2 separate regions of the Sus scrofa genome follow, and region 1 is linked to region 2. The links are chromatin contacts, called in public Hi-C maps. All regions are on one chromosome and are shown on one strand. The core of a region is the stretch at or near the end of the contact, and the rest is flanking DNA. Distances in the headings are between cores, read along the strand shown. Region 1 has its middle 12 kb from the start of ITPK1. Region 2 overlaps ITPK1 (inositol-tetrakisphosphate 1-kinase).

The links. A called contact is a pair of places that touch in the nucleus more often than the background predicts.
Region 1: a contact with region 2 is called in a Hi-C map of embryonic fibroblasts, with 2.1 times the contacts expected there. The contact joins two enhancer-like sites. A contact is called at or near these places in 8 of 47 Hi-C or Micro-C datasets (brain, embryonic fibroblasts, fetal heart ventricle and 3 more).

What each region holds. Positions count from the first base shown.
Region 1 is chr7:114,530,886-114,533,934 of Sscrofa11.1, reverse strand. No RefSeq gene overlaps it. Among named protein-coding and RNA genes, the nearest start is that of ITPK1, 12 kb to the right of the region's middle. Within about 2 kb of position 1,619, at least 3 of the 83 cell types and tissues checked have an H3K27ac peak or open chromatin away from gene starts, as enhancers often do.
Region 2 is chr7:114,372,418-114,375,319 of Sscrofa11.1, reverse strand. It overlaps ITPK1 (inositol-tetrakisphosphate 1-kinase), which reads left to right. Exons shown (of 10, transcript NM_001143692.2): 8 at 2,624-2,691. Among named protein-coding and RNA genes, the nearest start is that of CHGA, 28 kb to the right of the region's middle. Within about 2 kb of position 1,464, at least 17 of the 83 cell types and tissues checked have an H3K27ac peak or open chromatin away from gene starts, as enhancers often do.

The DNA of each region.
Region 1 (3,049 bases), core at 370-2,869, 160 kb before region 2:
CAGGATCCTTAACCTGACGAGTCATGTGGGAACTCCCTTTTTTTCAGATTCTTTCCCCTTTTAGGTTATTATAAAATACTGAGTATAGTTCCCTGTGCTATACAGTAGGTCCTTATTGGTTATTTTATTTTTATTATTTTTTAAACATTTAAAAAATTAAATTGTAGTTAATTTACATTGTGTGCCAGTTTCTGCTGTATAGCAAAGTGGCACAGTCATACATATATTTGCATTAGTTTTTTGTTTTGTTTGGTTTGGTTTGGTTTGGTTTTTAGGGCTGCATTTTGGCATATGGAAGTTTCCAGGTTAGGGGTCAAATCAGAGCTAGCCACCAGCCTACACCACAGCCATAGCAATGCCAGAGCCAAGTCTTGTCTGCAACCTACACCACAGCTCACAGCAACGCCGGATCCTTAACCCACTGAGCGAGGCCAGGCATCAAACCTGCATCCTCATGGTTACTAGTCAGGTTGGTTTCTGCTGAGTCATGAAGGGAACTCCCAGAGGTACTTTCATTTTTTATTTTATTTATTTATTTTTTTGCTTTGTAGGGCCGCCCCTGTGGCATATGGATGTTCCCAGGCTAGGGGTTGAATCAGAGCTGCAGCTGCCAGCCTACACTACAGCAACATCAGATCCGAGTGGGGTCTGCAACCTACACCACAGCTCACCCATCACTGGATTCTTAACCCACTGAGTGAGGCCAGGGATCAAACCCTCAACCTCATGGTTACTAGTCAGATTCATTTCTGCTGTGCCACAATGGGAACTCCGAGGTACTTGTTTTTAAAAGTTTTGCAGGGATTCCATTGTGCAGCTAGGGAACCACTGGTTTTGTGTTTTATTAGGGTCTGCTCTTTTTTCTTTTCTTTTCTTTTCTTTTTTTTTTTGTCTTTTTGCCATTTCTTGGGCCGCTCCCACGGAATATGGAGGTTCCCAGACTAGGGGTCTAATCAGAGCTGTGTAGCTACCAGCCTACGCCAGAGCCACAGCAACGCGGGATTCGAGCTGTGTCTGCGACCTACACCACAGCTCACGGCAACACTGGATCCTTAACCCACTGAGCAAGGCCAGGGATCGAACCTGCAACCTCATGGTTCCTAGTCAGATTGGTTAACCACTGCGCCACGACGGAAACTCCTTTTTTTTTGTCTCTTGTTTTTTTAGTATCGCACCTGCAGCATGTAGAGGTTTCCAGACTAGGGGTCTCATCAGAGCTGTTGCATCACAGCCATAGCAATGCCAGGTCCAAGCTGTGTCTGTGACCTAGACCACAGCTCACCGCAACGCTGGATCCTTAACCCACTGAGCAAGGCCTCATGGTTCCTACTCAGATTTGTTTCCTCTGCGCCATGATAGGAACTCCGTTTTTATTACAGTTTCTAATGACTTGCTGCTGACAGTGGCCCACAGACCACCAGCATCTGCATTCCCGGCAGAATGCAGTGTGCCAGGCCCAGTCATAGGCCCCCTGAATCAGAACAGGCGCTTGAACAAGATTCCAAGGGGTCGTGTGCTCCTTCCAGCCAAAGCAGCCCACAGCTCGTGCTGGGCATGTATGCTTCCCTTTCTGCCATTGACATGGGCTTGAGCGTGGGGCTTGACACATGCTGCTGTCGATGGAATGACGTCGCGTTCCAGGCCCAAGGTGGGGCTGGGAAAGCAGTCACTTCTGAGGCCCATGTGTTGTGAGCTTATTTCTTTTTTTCCTTTTTAAATCTCGAGTTCTCGTAAAGTGAGGTCCCTTTGCCGTCCTCTGTCTGGCTGGGCTCGGAGGGTGGGACTGTGCCAGGAAAAGCAATTTAGGACCCGAGAGGCCACCAGGGGCCTCTTTCCCCATGACCCCAGAGGGCGAACGTCACTGGGGCTCATGGGGCTGCCAGGGGTGGGCTGCGGATGGCATTTCTTAATATAGTTAGTCTATGGCTGTGTTGTCTACATGCCACAGAGGACTAAAGGAATGTCGCTAAATGTTTGGCATGGAGGGAATTGATGGCTTTGAAAAGGACATTTCCCAGGCCTTGGAAGGAGAACAGCTGTCACAGAAGGGGGTTATCATGGAGACAAATCCCCAGGCACAGGCCTGGTCACTGTTTTTTTCACCACTTCTGCTTGGGCATGAATGTAAGGGTGTGAGCAGAGAGCTGGCACGGCCCAAGGAGACTCTGGCTTCGCAGTCCTTGGAACTTGGTCCCGCTCAGGCCACAGGCAGAGCTGGGTGCTGCTGGCTTTCTCCCGCTGCCTCGGTGGGTTGGCCTGTACAAAGGGCGCACATTACTGCAAAACTCCGTGTGCCACCTTGTTCCTCTGAATCTTTCCTTCCATAACAGGAGGGCAGGGGGCAGGGCATGACCTTTTAACAAATGACCTAGCCCTTGAGGACATGACAAAAGCTGATTAGAACCAACGAGGTCCAAGATGGCGAATGATTTGACTTCCAGGGACCTTGAGCTTCATTATACACTCATTGTAATACATTCCCATTCGAAATGACACGCCCCCAGGTGCCAGGACCCTTCCGAGGCCGACCATAAAAAGGCAAAAAGTGGGCGGTGGGGAGTTCCCCTGTTGCTCAGTGATAACAAACCAGATTAGTATTCATGAGGATGTGGGTTCAATCCCTGGCCTCACTCAGTGGGTTAAGGATCCAGCGTTGCCCTGAGCTGTGGTGTAGGTTGCAGATGTGGCTCGGATCTGGCATTGCTGTGGCTGTGGTGTAGGCCGACGGCTACAGCTATGATTAGACCTCTAGCCTGGGAACCTCCATATGCCTCGGGTGCAGCCCTAAAAAGCAAAAAAAAAAAAAAAAAAAAAAAAAAAAAAAGTGGGCAGCGGCCCAATTCCCAGAAACCCTTTGCCCCTTCCCCAAAATAGTTGGAATAATCCTCCCACTCATTAACCTATGAAATTAGCCAGTTCACAAAAACTCACCACCTCATATTTCTTGCCTTTTGAGACCCACCGCATTCTGTCTACGGAATGTGTATCTTCCAGGCTTTTGTCTTCTGAGACAGCGCACGCTGTCTATCTCTCTCAATAAATCTACTTC
Region 2 (2,902 bases), core at 215-2,714:
CATGCACCTGCACTGAGGCTGGGATGCAGCAGAGAACCAGCCAGTCAGCTGAGTGTCCTGCCCTCTGTTCGCAGAGTCTAGCGGGAGGAACCGCCCACCAGGGAGGAAGTCATAGAAAAACGAATTCTGGTGCAGATGGGGGGCCCCAGAGGAAGCCGTGGGTCCTGGGACACCCCTGCTGGGTGAGGGGGCCACTCGGGCAGGGTGACCAGGGCTGGTCCCCCTGGGGAGCTGATGTTTGCAGGGGGTCTGGAGGGAGACCCGGGCCCCCGTCTGTAACGCCCTGACACAGGGAGAGACACGGGATGAAGCCAACAAAGCTCAGGAAAGTGGCCACAGCTCACAGCTGCAGCACCGGCTCTCGGGGATACGCGGGGACTAAACTTGCCATTTACCCTTCTTTTGAGCCACTTTCTCTCACCTGTAAACTGGGGGCGAAAGCACCCTGTTCCCTTGCTGCCCTCCCCTCCTGCAGTGCACTCTTGGTGGTTCTTCCCCCGGGACTGTCTGGGGACAGAGACTAGACGGGCCCCCGTATCCAGGGTGCACCTGTGGTCAAGGCGCACAGCCTCGCCAGGTTTATCTTTAGGGGGCTGGTGGGTGTCTTGAAGCTCCCCCAGAGCTGGTGCCAAGGGACGCTCTGGCCCTTTCTGTCCTGTCTTGGTGTCTCATGGTCTCCTGGTTCAGCAGGTGGCAGGAAGCCGTTCCCACACCCTCCATCCCTGCTCTCTCTGCACCCCAGGAGGGTCTGAGCAAAGGGCAGCTCCCCAGGCCTGCTGAACAGTCCTCTGGCCAGAATGCCGAGGTCAGCATTAGTCCTGACAAGTCCCCTTTGACGTGGCCTGCTCTTTTGATATTGCCATGAAGAGCTGCTGGGTGACACGGTCTGTGCAGTTCAGTGGCTCTGGGACACCCCTCTGAGCACCCAGTTCCTTCCCTTCCTGGCAGAGCTGTGCACCCATGGTGTTCCCTGGGGCTCTTGCAGGCTTCCCAGCCTCCCCGAGCTTGGCTGTGTCCGCCAGTTCTGGTGGCCTTCCTCTCCCCAAGTCTGCTCTGCCACCCTGGCCATTGTCCTTGGGGACCCACAGGGTGGATGGGAGGTGCCCTGAGCTCAGTGGGGCTGGACCAGGCCAGGCTGCAGGGCAAGAAGGTGGGCAGTGCCTGCAAAAGCCAGGACGCCCATCCCGGCTGCTCAAGCCCTGCTCCGGCCTCTGGCCTGTGGGGCACTGCCTCCCCCCGTCGCAAGACTCACTCTTCTTGGCTGTCTGCCCAGGAGTAGAGATCGGAGGGGCTGCTTGTCGCACGTCCTGCAGGGTGTTTATTTTCCCCAGGCTCCTCCCCAGGACCGTCTCTCGTGCCCCCCGCCTGGACTGGCTCTGGTCGGAGCGGCAGGACTGTCGGGCACACCGGGGCGGCAAGGGGCCTGCGTGCCCCGCTAGCGGGAAGGACGCCAGGTACATCTCAGCGCCTGCCTGCTTGGCCTCCGCCCGAATCACTTCCTCATGCATGATTGTTGCGGCGCCATAATCCTAGAGCTGGTGGGGGCATTGGCAGCCAGAGCAGGTGCCCCTTGGCCTGGCCCCTGGCACACGGCGGCGGCGGCGCTCAGCCAGGGCCCTTCCTGTCCTGTGTTTAGGGGCCAGGGCCCCGAGATGAGCACTGTAGCCTGGGGGGCTCGTGCCCTGTGCCATTCCTGGGGGTGGGGGGGGGCGGGAGGCAGAGAGTGATGCTCGCCTTCACCAGATCTCAGCCCCGAGGCTCGTGGTTCGTGACTCCGGCCTTTGTGTGCCCACACGTCCACGCGCTGGAGAACGTGCTCCTGACCGACCGACCTGCCTTTACTCTCAGGGGATGAATAAACAAACCAACTCCTCATCACTCGCAATAATCTTGGGACCGGTCTGCCTCTCCGGGTGCCCCCGTGGGACTGAGGGGGCCTGGGGTGCAGTGGAGTCAGGGTGGGAAGAGGTGGAGGGTGTTTCAAGGGGCTGTGCCAGTTTCCCAAGTCAGACAGATTATTCCGTACCCTTTCTTGGATGAATCCTGCTGAAGCCCACGTTCTCATTTCCTGTTTTTTCCCTAAATCGTTGGGAAACAGCAGAACCCTTTGTATTTAAAATACTCACGTGCCACCCCGAAGGCGTCCGTGGGCAGAACCAGGAGGGGTTGGGAATGCTGGATTAGTGGCGGGGCGGACCTCTTTTGCTCTGGCCTTTGATACGCGCCTACGCAGCAGTTCCCACCCCCTCAGCCCCTTTTCTGGTGTCACGTCCATAGACCCTCTGATGCGCCCTGAGAAGGAGGCCTTCGGTTCTGGGGACCCCAGAGATGACGCTGCCGGCAGCAGAGGCCGAGCTGGGCGCATCAAGCCACTCATTTACACGGGCGGGAAAAGCGAGGCAGGAGCCCCAACTGGGCACGCGTCCAGCGACGGCGTCCTGTCTCCTTGGGGTGGAGGTGCCTGGCCTGCTGGGGTCCCAGGCGGCTGCTGCTGGACCCTGAGCCCAAAGGCCGCCGTGGCCGTGGCTGGGGTGGTGCTGTCCCCTGGTGTCGGGGGGTGGAATTGCCATCCCTGCCTCGAGCTTCTAACTCGGGCTCCTTCTCCCTGTCTGTGCTCTTCCAGACCGTGAGTCCATCTTCTTCAACAGCCACAACGTGTCGAAGCCAGAGTCGTCGTCGGTCCTGACCGCGGTATGTCCCTCCCGCCGAGCTGGCTGTCCCGTGGTGCAAGGTGGGAGGACCTTCGCCCCAGGTCGGGGCCCAGGGAGGTTCCAGGAACCCCCTCCTCCTTGCTCGCTTGGTGCCGCTGGCCCGTCCCTGCCCCGCCGCCCACCGCTAGGCTACTCCAGATGGAAGGTGTTCAAACCCTGGTCGTGAGGAATTTGAAGACCTGCTTGATGAT